Linked DNA regions of Sus scrofa: regions 1 and 3 are each linked to region 2. A link is a contact called in public HiChIP or PLAC-seq data. All regions are on one chromosome and are shown on one strand. The core of a region is the stretch at or near the end of the contact, and the rest is flanking DNA. Distances in the headings are between cores, read along the strand shown. Region 1 overlaps FBXO16 (F-box only protein 16). Region 2 overlaps INTS9 (integrator complex subunit 9). Region 3 overlaps ZNF395 (zinc finger protein 395).

Region 1 (4,299 bases), core at 1,327-3,826, 370 kb before region 2:
AGAAGACTACGAAGCTTTCTTGCAATCCTTGTTTCTGCAAGCAGCCTTCTGCTGGCCCCTTAGAGCCCAGAGGAAGGTAGAGGCTTTCTCTTGGTTCACATCCTTCTCTAATGCTGAATGAAGACAGAACAAAGGCCTGGCAGTCCATGTGACAACATATCCAATCGGGGAGAAACTAGTGCTGATTAGGGAAGCAGCATGGTGGAAAGAGCAGTTCTTCCAAGTCAGACACAACTGGGTTTATTTATTTAATTTTAATTTTTTTTTCTCATTTTAGGGCTGCACCAGCAGCGTATGGAGGTCCCTAGGCTAGGGGTGGAATTGGAGCTGCAACTGCTGGCCTAAGCCATAGCCACAGCAAAGCAGGATCCAAGCCTCATCTGTGACCTACGCTGCAGCTCAGAGCAACGCCGGATCCTTAACCCACTGAGCAAGGCCAGGGATTGAGCCTGCATCCTCACAGATACTAGTTGGGTTTGTTACCACTGAGCCACAAGGGGAACTCCACAGCTGGGTTTAAAGCTCAGCTCTGCTGCTCTGTGGCTGTGGCCCCTGGGGCATGTTACTTTATCTCCATTCTGCAGCCATGAAATGGGAATAACAGTCCCAACCTACCTACCTCATAAGATTCTCATGAAGATGAAACAAGATGGAGTATATAAACCAATAAGAAGCATCTAGCGTGATGCCCCTTCTGTCCCCCTCCCACCCCAAACCTCCTCCTTATCCTGATGTTCCTATAAGTCTCACGGCTGGGTGGGCCTGAGATTTCTGGGGTGGTTGCGCAATAACTGTTGTTGTTGTTGTGTTTTTGTTTGTTTGTTTGTTTATGGCCACACATGCAGCATACGGAAGTTTCTGGGCCAGAGATTGAATCTGAGCTGCAGCTGTGACCTATGCTGCAGCTGTGGCAATGCTGGATACCTTAATCCACTGTGCTGGCCTAGGGGTCAAACCTGTACCTCTGCAGTGACCAAGCCACTACAGTTGGACTCTTTTTGTCTTTTTTTTGTCTTTTTAAGACTGCACCCAAGGCATATTGAGGTTCTCAGGCTAGGGATCAAATCGGAGCTGCAGCCACTGGCCTACACCATGGCTCACAGCAACACCAGATCCTTAACCCACTGAGTGAGGCCAGGGATCGAACCTGCATCCTTATGGATGCTAGTCAGATTTGTTTCCTCTGAGCTATGACAGGAACTCCTACAGCTGGATTCTTAACCCACTGTGCCACAGCAGGAACCCTACGATAGCTGATTTTTTTTTTTTTTCAGGGCCACACCCTCGGCACATGGAAGTTTCCAGGCTAGGGGTCTAATTGGAGCTATAGCCGCCAGCCTATGCCAGAGCCACAGCAACGCCAAATCTGAGCCACGTCTGTGATCTACACCACAGCTTATGGCAACACCAGATCCTTAACCCACTGAGCGAGGCTAGGGATTGAACCCAAAACCTCATGGTTCCTAGTCAGATTCGTTTCCTCTGTGCCACGACGAGAACGTCCTCTTTTTTCTTTTTACAGCCACACCTGCAGCACATGGAAGTTCCAGGGCAGGGGTCAAGTTGGAGTTGCACCTGAGGCCCATGACACAGCCAGGGCACCACTGGATTCAAGCAACATCTGTGACCTATGCTGCAGCTTGCAAAAAATCCAGGTCCTTAACCCATTGAGTGAAGCCAGGGATCGAACCCACATTCTCACAGAGACACCACTGAGTCCTAAACCTGCTAAGCTATAACAGGAACACCCCACAATAATTGATTTTATTTCTTTAATTTTTTTTTTGGTTGAAGCATGCCCTAGGATCTCAGTTTCACGACCAGTGATCGAACCCAGACCCCAGCGGCCAAATCCTAAGCACTAGACCACCAGGGAACTCCCTAGTAACTGACATTTTAGGTCAACAAGAGTTATGTGGGAAGCAGAAGAAGGGTTTCTTTGTTAGTACTCTTGTGGAGGATGCCCTGGGAATGGTATTTCCAAACCACCTTAATTACTTCCCGAGACTTTTTTCCAGTGGCCCAAGCCAGAAGTCTGGGAGTCATCTTTGATTTCTCCTTTGCTCTCACCTCCCACATCTGTATTTTTGTGTGTTACTTTTCCTTAAGATATTCTGGATGCTCTGGTTCTCTTATCTCCTCCATTATTTTACTTTAAGTCTCCATCATCTGTTCCCTGGAAAACCACAGTGGCTTCCTGACTGGCCTTTGGTACTGTCCCACTTCATTATCCAGCAGATAGAGCTCTTTCTAAATGCAAGTGTCAGCAAGTCGCTCCCTACTTAAGATCTCTTACTGATTGCTCAACTGCCTCCAAGAGAAAGTTTTCACTCCTGAGTGTGGCTTGGTTCCTGTTTGGGCTCCTGCCTACTTTTCCAGCTCTTCTCCCACCATCCCTGCCGCAAGCTCCTCTGAGGGCCAGCTCTGCTGGGCTATTTATGGTTCCAGATAAAGACCAGTGACCAAGGCATTTCCTGGACATGGGACTTTTAGTACTAAAACCAGGACAGCCCTGGGCAAACCAGGATCCTGTGGTCACCCTAGTTTCACCTCAGGCCTCTGCGGATCTTCTTCCTCAATCCTGAGTGCTTCCCCTTGTCAGTCCCACACCCTGTTTACCACTCAATACCCTTCCTCCTCAGTTTCTGCTTGGATGGCACTTCCACAGCACATGTGGAAGGGTGTGTTTGTCCCTTCCAGGAGCTGTCACAGCAAGCTGTCCCTGAAGCCATCACTGTATTGTAATGGCCACTCTGGCTCCCTCCCAGTTTTTCCTTTTTTTTTTTTTTTTTTTTTTTTGCTTTTTAGGGCCTCATGTGAGACATATGCAAGTGCCCAGGCTAGGGGTCGAATAGGAGAGGCAGCCGCCAGCCTATGCCACAGGCATAGCCACAGCAACGCCAGATCTGTGCTGTTTCTGTGACCTACACCACAGCTCAGGCAATGCCAGATTCTTAACCCACTGAGCGAGGCCAGGAATCAAACCCATGTCCTCATGGATTCTAGTCGGGTTCTTAACCAGCTGAGCCACAACGGCAACTCCTCACTCCCACCTTTAAACTCATTAAAGGCAGGAACAGTTTCTTCTCCTACCTATATTCCCAGAGTCCAGAAGAGAGATTGGCATATAGTAGGTGTTCAGTGAAGTTTTCTTGAATTATATTTATATCAATATAAATTTATCAAGTGTCATCTAATTCACATCAATTTGGGGGATGTTAGGGACTGAACGTTTCTGTCCCCCCCCCAATTCATATGCTAAACTCTTTTTTAAAAAATGTATTTTGTTTTTTTACTTATATGTTAAAATGTAGTTTTTCTAAAATTTAAATCTTTGGCCATGCCTGTAGCCATGTGGAAGTTCCCCAGGCCAGGGATTAAACCCGAGCCACAGCATTGACCTGAGCCACAGTGGTTACAGTGTAAAGTCCTTAACCACTAGGCCACCAGGGAACTCTTCATGTGTTAAAGTCTTAGCCCCCAGAGTGTCTGTATTTGGAGATGGGGCCTTTAAGGAAGAAATTAAGGTTAAATGGCTTGATAAGGGTGGGGCCCTGATCTGATAGGATTAGTGTCCTTATAAGAAGGGATACCAGAGAGAAATCTTTCTCCCCTTCTTATTCTCCCTCTGCGTAGGCACCAAGGAGAGATCACATGAGCACCCAGTGAAAAGGCAACCAAAGGAGACCTCTCACAGGACACCAGCCCTGCTGACATCAGGATCTCAGACTTCCAGCCTACAGAGCTGTGAGAAAATAAATTTCTGCTGTTTAAGTCAGCCCATCTATGGTATTTTGTTATGGCAGCCTGAGCAGATTAATACAGGGGATATACCTAGTTCACAAGACTACACTATCACCAAAGACGGGCAAGGGTCACACAGGAACCATCCTAAGGCAGAGACTCTATTCCAGAATGGATGTAGAAATATTCCCCATCCCACATGTTCTTCAGAACCTTGTGACTCTCCTCAGCCTACAGCCCCTCTGCTTGAAGTTGGACAAGCTTTGTGATCACCAGGCAATGGGGGAGTGACATATGAGACTTCCAAGACTAGGACAAAAATGTGATTCTGTTTCCACCTGGCTCTCTCTGGGAACACTTGTCCTTAGAACTCAGCCCCCAGGCAGTGAGAATGTTCCAGCACATGTGAAGAGGAACAGACACCCCCAGCCTTTAGCCCTGGGGAGGCGCTCAGTGGATACCCAGGACCAACTCTCCAGCCATGCCCCAACTTGGAAGATCTTCCAGCCCTTTGTTGGGGGAAGATGCTGTGTGGATCAGAGATAAGCTCTCCCC
Region 2 (3,776 bases), core at 261-2,760:
CTAACACGAGGCTCAAACCCATAAGAAGCTCTTTTGAACCTGCCCTGGGGATGTCTCCCACTTCTCCAAAGCCACCTCACCATAATGAGTCAGTTAGGGTGTGTTTCTGGTGGCCAGGAAGCTTTGGGCATAACCAGACTCTCCTCCATCACTCACATCTCAAGAGTAATTAAAAACTCTAAAAAGGCAACTGGTACTCTCTCAACAGCCTTTTGTGCCAGGCACTGTAAACAGTGCTTCCCTGCAATGTTCCACTAGATGCACAAAGCTGCCCAAAGAGAGATGTGCCGACAATTCCAGTTTGCAGCAGTGAGGAAACTAGGGCTCAGAGACATGAGTAACCAGGCTTAGGGTACAGTAACTTGGAACAGATTTTACATCAAGGTGTTTTTTTGTTTGTCTGTTTGTTTATTTTTGGGCCGCACTCGCAACACGCGGATGTTCCAGGGCCAGGATCAAACCCACACCACAGCAGCACCTCGAGCCTGGTCCCTCACTTGCTGTGCCACAAAAGAACTCCTAGATCAAGGTTTTTTACTTCATTGCTCATGAGAATTTCAAATCCCAAGGCTGAAGACCTTGAACTGACAAACCAAGAGAGTGATTAAGTAAAATCCCTAACTTGCCCTCATTAAAGGATGAGTGTTATTCTGAGGGATTCATCTCCGTAAGAAAAACTGTAAGCCAGAGTAAACTGTAACCAAAGGAAGTAGTTCCAAAAGGATAAAACAAGGCTGGTTACTAAATCGCTGTAGGTCTCAGACAGCTTACAAAATCCTATCAAAAGCAGTTCTAGACCAGAAATCTCTCTATAAAAACAGATGTGAACGTTCCGTCCAGCGTGCAGTGATCTAATAACAGAGCGTCTTGCTTGGCTCTTACCCTTTCCCTTCTGGTCTTCTTATCCTTTGGTATTTATGACAGAGGTGTTCATATTTACATTTTACCATCAAAATCCTCCCAGGGTTTCTACCTGATAGGTACATCCTACCAGGTGTTCAGGGCCAGTCCCAGTGGAAAGGGCGGGGTCTTGTTTGTTGGTTTATTTACCTGTAAATATGACGGTGTTGAGACTGGATTTTCCCCAGAGTTCCATGAAATGGACCACATCCCCAAACCGGAGGGACGGGTGTCCTGTGAACACCACACATGGCTGTCTGAAGTCGTTGCTGAAGTCTCCGTGGATGCTGGGGTAGTGCTTCAGCTTGTTGGTCTGGATGAGCTGGAAGAAAACATGTACAAAAAGCACATGAAGAGTCAGCCTGCCTAGGAAGGGAAAACCAGAGTGTGGGAAAGTGAGTGGAAAAAATTAAAAGTACAAGAGAATTGCCAAAGATCCAAATTTCTTTACCTCCAACGTGATTTTCTCAAAAGATGCGACCTTTTGGTACAAATACCATACTTAATGGAGACTTAAAAAAATTTTTTTTACAGCCACCGCTGGGGTACATGGAAGTTCCTGGCTTGCGGTCAGACTGGAGCTGCAGCTGCTGGCCTATGCCACAGCTATGGCAACACTGGATCTGAGCTGCATTTGCAACTTATGCCACAGCTTGCAGCAATGCCAGATCCTTAACTCACTGAGCAAGGCCAGGAATCAAATCCACATCCTCAGAGAGACATTCCTGGGTCTCTCTAACCTCAGTGAGAACTTCCAAAATTGACATTCTTTTTATAAACTGACTGGACCAAATCATTACTTGCCCCAGTTAAATGGGCAAGTAGCCCACTAAGAGACTAGTTCTACTGTATCCATAGATGGCAAGGAAATGAATGGGATTCTAAGAAGAGCAGCAGGTCTTTGCACACAACTTAAGTCACTTTTTAGGCAAACTAAGATAAATTCATCATTTTTTTTTGCAGGGGTTGGGGGGGTAAATGCATCTACTTTTCCAGCTGACTCACTACCTTTAACTGTCCAGCATTACCTTTGTGCTGATTTAAGGTGCAAATCATATAACCAATGAAGCCATGAGGTAGGCATTCTGTATAGCAATGTTTTAGCAGCTCTAAGAGCAGAACCATATCTTATGAGCACCGGTCACATAATACTGACTCTCACCTCCATCACACCCTAATACTGACAAGTGAATTCCAGGAACCCTGATCAAGCAACTGTGGTCTTTCCATTTCCTAACTGTAATGGGAACAGAAGTCATCTGTGACATATATGTGGGTAAGAATGTGGTTAACGCCCTTAAAGAACAAGTTCTAAAGAACGGCTAATTGCTATTTGGGCAGAGGCAAAGAGACTTTTAGTGGCAAAGCCCACCACAAAGTATGTTTCGCTATATTTAATTTTCTAATATTACATTTCTAGCCTGAATTTCATGGTAGGAATGACAGAGCTTCCAAAAACCTTTTGCTACTGTAAGAGAGTATGAGGATGGCAAGTAACTCCTCAAAACCTTCCACTTGACATTCTGGTTCATGAAAGACCTGTCCCTCAGAATAGGAAAACAGTCAAATGTAAAAAAATTAGCAGAGTTCCCATCGTGGCTCAATGGTAACAAAGCCAATGAGTAGCCAGGAAGATGTGGGTTCTATCCCTGGCCTTGCTCAGTGGGTTAAGGATATGGTGCTGCTGTGAGCTACAGTGTAGGTCGCAGATGCAGTTTAGATCCTGTGTTGCTGTGGCTGCGGTGTAGGCTGGTAGCTACAGCTCTGATTTGACCCCTAGCCTGGGAACTTCCATGTGCCATGGGTGCGGCCCTAAAAAGACAAAAGATTAAAAAAAAAAAAATAGCAAGACATTTGTTGCAATTTACTTTTTTAAAAATTTAATTTATTCATTCATTAATTTTACTTTTTAGAGCCACACATGCAGCATATGGAAGTTCCCAGGCCAGGGGTCAAACTGGAGCTGCAGCTGCAGGCCCATGTCACAGCCACAGCAATGCCAGATCCGAGGCACATCTGCAACCTATACCACAGCTTGTGGCAATGCTGGATCCTTAACCCACTGAGTGAGGCCAGGGATTGAACCCATATCCACATGGATACTAGTCAGGTTCTCAACCCACTGAGTTACAGTGGGAACTCCTGTTGCAATTCACTCTTGAGCCAAATAGTTAAATGCATAACAAATAAATCAATGAATATATCCCTATACATAAATATCAGCACAGACATCCCAAACTTGCTGAAATTTCTATAAACTGGAAACTTCCATTTTCCCATATGCACATGAAGAAACAGTATCACTGGTTACTCAAATCCTCCTTTGTCCCCTTCTAGTGCTCCGACCGCCACTCCCAGGATAACCACTATCCTGGCCCAAGTATCACAGATGAGTGTGTGTTTGAACTTTCATATGAATAAAAATCACACCATATCTACTCTTTTATATTTGGCTTTTTTTTTTTTTACATTAGTGAAATTTGGTTAAATTTATCTACACTGTTGCATATACCTGGAGGTCCTTCGTTCTCTTTGATGTAAGATTTTCCTCTACAGGAATATACCACAAAATCCATTCACCTGTTGATGGGCATTTGGCTACATTTTAGCACAATTACCAAGAGGGCTATGAAGACTTCTGTGCAGGTTTCTGGGAGACACATCTGCCTTTCTATTTAGACAGATTTTAGAGATGGAACTGCTGAGGGACAGCAGAGTCACGATCCTAGGTTCAGCTTTAGCAGAGACTGTCAGTTTCCTAAAGTGGTTACACCAAATTAAACATCCTTTTAAAAAAATATAACAAAAAACTGGGAGTAACTCTTTTGTCCAATAGTAAGTTCATATGATATACTATGGAGTATTAGGCAGCAATA
Region 3 (4,283 bases), core at 475-2,974, 430 kb before region 2:
CTAAGTAAATAGACAGAGGGGTTTGCAGGGAAGGTGAGAGCCACCTGCTGACTTTCCTGGCTGGAATAGTAGTAATAAAGTAGTAATAAAGGCAGCAGCCCTCTCCCAGGGTGCATTATCAGAGCACACAGGTCTACAGGTGCCCAAGAAAGCAGCCACCTGGTCCGGGGGCCCGGCCAGGAGTGGGCGAGCCAAAATGATAGACGGGAGACCAGGCACGTGCAGACAAGAAGGGCCAATGAGAGACATCCATCCAGAAAGAGAAACAGGGAAGGGAAGGGACCGAGGTGCCCTGATAACCCTCAGGCATCCAAGTCTCAAGTGGGAGCTACAACACTGCCAAACGTAAGCCAGTGGGAAATAAGCTGGAATCTTGGAAATTAGAAATCACAAAATAAGAATCACATGCTGGTGCCGTGAGCTGTGGTGTAGATTGCAGACGCGGCTCAGATCCCGCATTGCTGTGGCTCTGGCGTAGGCTGGCAGCTACAGCTTGGATTTCGACCCCAAGCCTGGGAACCTCCATATGCCCTGGGTGCGGCCACAGAAAAGACAAAAAAAAAAAAAAAAAAAAAAAAAAAAAAGAATCACGTGCTGGGAGTTCCCATTGTGCCTCAGCAGGTTAAGAACCCGGCATAGTGTCCCTAAGGATATGGGTTAGATCCCTGGCCTTGCTCAGTGGGTTAAGGATCCCGCATTGCTGTGGCTATGGCTGTGGCCTAGGCTGGCAGCTGCAGCTCAGATTCAACCCCTAGCCTGGGAACTTCCATATGCCTCAGATGCGGCAATAAAAAGAAGGAAAAAAAAAAAAATGTGCTGTTGGGATGACTAGTGATTCTAGTGGCTAATAACATTTAGGAACTGAAATAAGAACTGGATACCAGAATTGGTTCCAAGACCAGGATGGCTGACTAGCCAAGATGGCAGGAGTCTGGCCAGAAGGGCAGTACCAGGCTTCCATGGATCAACTTCGAATACAACTTTTCCCTTCACTCTGACTCCCCAGTTGAGTCAGCCTTCCTGTTTCAGGATGGGGGCAGCTCCTCACGCTGTCCCGCCACCACGTCTCCCGGGAGACTGCTCTGCTCTCCCGGGACTGGAGCCAACGGGAACGCTTCCCATTCCCCAGGAGTGCTGTGGCTGAGCGTAAAAAAGGGCTGGATCACCTGCGCAACTAAAACCAGCTCCTCAAAATGGAACCAGCACGTGCAAGAGAAGCTAAGCCCGGGCACACTGCCCAGAACGCCTCTCCCAGAAAAGGGCTCCCCGCAACCCATCACCTTGACCTGTGTGAGCTTCGGCAATGAGCCACCACCTCAGAGCCTCCATTTCTCACCTCACCTGTGAAAAATAGGCTCAGTGCCCAGCATCTGGAAGGATCTCAACAAATGTGGTCCCACCCCTGTCCGTTCCCAGACTGGCGCTGGACCCTGAAATGACACAGCAGGCCACTCGGAATGCTTAATGGTCACCATCCACTGGCATCAGGGAACTGAGGTTGCAAGAGAATATTCAACCAGAACCAGTAAAACAATTGCTGACTCTGATGGGAAATCAAGAAGTGGACCAGGGGTGAGCCACTGATGAAATGAAATCATCATTTCGGCAAGATGGGAACTGAGAAACCCAACATATTCCATGTAGAGGCCAGCTGGCCACAGAGAACCAGCCCCAGGGCTCCCTGCTTGAGCTCAATGCCCAGCCAGTCAGCTCGGCTCTGCAGCCCAAAGCTGGACTCTACACGGCCTGGCCACGCACCTCGCTTTCAGCACATAGGTCCCAGCCCTGCACTCCTCTCCCAGCCAAAATCCGTCTTGGTGCCCTGACCAGGGGAATTCAAGGCCTGCTGCCAGACCTCCCGCAGGTGGAGCACGACCAGGCTCTGCGAGCAAACTCCCAAATCTGACGCGTCCATCCCGGGATCCAGCTGTCCTGGATCTGGATCCGAATTCACCCTATAGACCCACACCGAAAACAGGTCAGCACCGAGTCACCAGAAACCCGGGGGAAAGGACACAACAGAACCAGACCTCTAGTGCTTTCAAAAATCTGCTGGTATTCAACACATGTGCCAGGCTCTTGCCATGAACTAAATAATGAAGGCGCCTCGGCTTCAGACACTGCCTTTCAAGAACGTGAGGCCTCACTGAGCTCCACCTGCATCCCACACCCAGCACTTGTTTATTAAAGCACTTAACATGCTCCAGAGCGACATTCATATATCTGTGCTGTATAATTAAATGAATGAATCAGAATTTGCTTCTTTTGGGAAAAATGCAAAAAACATCCATCCAGCAATCTGACACTGAAGCCCCATTTTTAAAAAGATGGGTTTTAGGATTAAGCTCATAGATGAATGCGCATGTTAAAATTTTCAGTGTCTAACATAAGTTGAAATAAAATGTGTTATGAATCTAAGGGGGGAAAAAAATCTGCTGAGTGACTAGAGGGTGGGAAGAGACAGACACATTTCCCCCAGAAAACAGAAAGCCTAAATGAAGAGCCTCTTAGATACCGTAAGGAAGGCAGTTTAAATACATGGCAAAATGATGGAAAATGAGCACAGCTGGGGAGGCCACTCGCTCAGGGCACAGGCCACCAAGTCAGGAGCTTTCTCTCCAGAAGCCAGTTAGGGAACCTTCATGCCCCAGTAACTGAAGGTTCCTGGGGCTTAGGGTGAGTTCAAGGGTGACGGAGAGACACAGACACAGGCCAAATGAAAGGGCAACCTGGCCCCAGCTCAGGATACTGGGGCGTCCACTCTCGGATGATTTTCCTGAAAAGGACGGAGGATGAGAGCACGCTCACTGCTGAGGATATTCTCAGCCAGAGTGACAAAACAAATGTGGGTCAATCACAGGGACCACAGGGCCCCCTCAAGTGCTGATGCTGGCACACAGTAGGTCACAGCCATGGCTGGCCCCAGGATGACCCAGGAGGCTGACACCACATGGACTCCCGCCCCAAGTCAGGCAGGCAGGGAGGGTGAACATAGTTCAGGGCCAGCAGAAGACTAGACTCTTTTGAGAGTTCCCGTCGTGGCTCAGCTGAAACGAATCTGACTAGTACCCATGAGGACACAGGTTTGATCCCTGGCCTTGCTCAGCGGGCTAAGGATCCGGCGTTGCCGTGAGCTGTGGTATAGGTTGGATCCTGCATTGCTGTGGCTGTGGCATAAGCTGGTGGCTACAGCTCTGGTTCAACCCCTAGCCTGGGAACCTCCATATGCCACAGGTGTGATCCTAAAAAGACCAAAAAAAAAAAAAATACACTCTTTTTTGAGGGGAAAGGCAGTGAGCTGTTCCCAAGCCTCTGAATTGCATCTACCTGCTTTGTCAGTTGTGACAGAATCAAAGGGCAAGAGAAACACAGGCTTCTGTGCAATGCACAGCCTTTGAAAGACTGCTGGTCCTTGATGAATGTTCCAAGAGCTTTCATTTCTCAAAGATGAATGTGCCAGCCATTGGTTGAGCAAGTCACACACAGACTGTGTCTCACTGCGTCCCTCACAATAATCCCATGGGATAAGTGCCATCACCTTCTCCACTTTACAGATGCGGAGACTGAGGCTCCAGGAGGTTGAGTAACATTCCCAAGGCCACAGGGTGACAAACTGACAGAACCAAGATGTGAGTCCAAACACATCCAACTCCAAAAGCTATGCTCTTTCCACCATATTATACAGGAAAATCAGGTATCAAGTTAGAGCCTAGGCAAGATGAGGCTCCTTGTTCGTGAAAACCTGAGTCACAGAGAGGTTAGCGTGTTGGTGTGTGGGAGGGGAAATGAAATGGGCACTATGACAGCAAAGCATCCCACATGGGGCTCCCTGGGACCAGGGCTACAATTACCCCTACTTAACACGTTTACAAATATCCCAAAGAGAATGCACAGGGAAACAGCCAGGGTTGCAAACGAGCACTAACTACCCAATTTGTGAGCTTGGGCAAACTACTTTGCTCCTCTGTGTCTCAGTTTCCTCACCTGTAAAGTGAGAAAAACACTGGCCCCTACTCCAAAGGAAACCTCGAGGCTTTGATGAGATGATGCAGTTTTTTTTCAAAGAGTGCCTTGGTTGTTAAGAGTCACCTAGCTCCCCTCCCTAGAGCTTTCGATTCCCCAGGTCTGAGAGAGGAGCCCAGCAAAGAATGAGAAGAAGCACCTCCAGTGCTAAGGTCAGCAAATGTGAGCCTAAAAAAAGGCACCAAGCTCTGGGTAGTGACCAGCCAAGCTCATGGGAAGATCACAGGGAAAACTTCACTCGAGGAGGAGGAAAGCAGACA

The links. HiChIP or PLAC-seq counts read pairs in DNA pulled down with a chosen protein or histone mark.
Region 1: an H3K27ac HiChIP or PLAC-seq map of alveolar macrophages shows a contact between it and region 2. The contact joins two enhancer-like sites. A contact is called at or near these places in 1 of 47 Hi-C or Micro-C datasets (heart right ventricle) and 1 of 2 datasets of contacts at active chromatin or transcription factors (alveolar macrophages).
Region 3: a contact with region 2 is called in an H3K27ac HiChIP or PLAC-seq map of alveolar macrophages. The contact joins two enhancer-like sites. A contact is called at or near these places in 2 of 47 Hi-C or Micro-C datasets (alveolar macrophages and fibroblasts) and 1 of 2 datasets of contacts at active chromatin or transcription factors (alveolar macrophages).

What each region holds. Positions count from the first base shown.
Region 1 is chr14:12,217,700-12,221,998 of Sscrofa11.1, forward strand. It overlaps FBXO16 (F-box only protein 16), which reads right to left. Exons shown (of 9, transcript XM_013982683.2): 9 at 1,280-4,299. Among named protein-coding and RNA genes, the nearest start is that of ZNF395, 35 kb to the left of the region's middle. Within about 2 kb of position 2,577, at least 5 of the 83 cell types and tissues checked have an H3K27ac peak or open chromatin away from gene starts, as enhancers often do. A contact at or near this core is called in alveolar macrophages, where this site is marked.
Region 2 is chr14:12,593,166-12,596,941 of Sscrofa11.1, forward strand. INTS9 (integrator complex subunit 9) reads right to left here. Exons shown (of 17, transcript XM_001928998.7): 12 at 1,051-1,222. Among named protein-coding and RNA genes, the nearest start is that of INTS9, 97 kb to the right of the region's middle. Within about 2 kb of position 1,511, at least 1 of the 83 cell types and tissues checked has an H3K27ac peak or open chromatin away from gene starts, as enhancers often do. A contact at or near this core is called in alveolar macrophages, where this site is marked.
Region 3 is chr14:12,165,662-12,169,944 of Sscrofa11.1, forward strand. All of the region lies in intron 1 of ZNF395 (zinc finger protein 395), which reads right to left. Among named protein-coding and RNA genes, the nearest start is that of ZNF395, 17 kb to the right of the region's middle. Within about 2 kb of position 1,725, at least 17 of the 83 cell types and tissues checked have an H3K27ac peak or open chromatin away from gene starts, as enhancers often do. A contact at or near this core is called in alveolar macrophages, where this site is marked.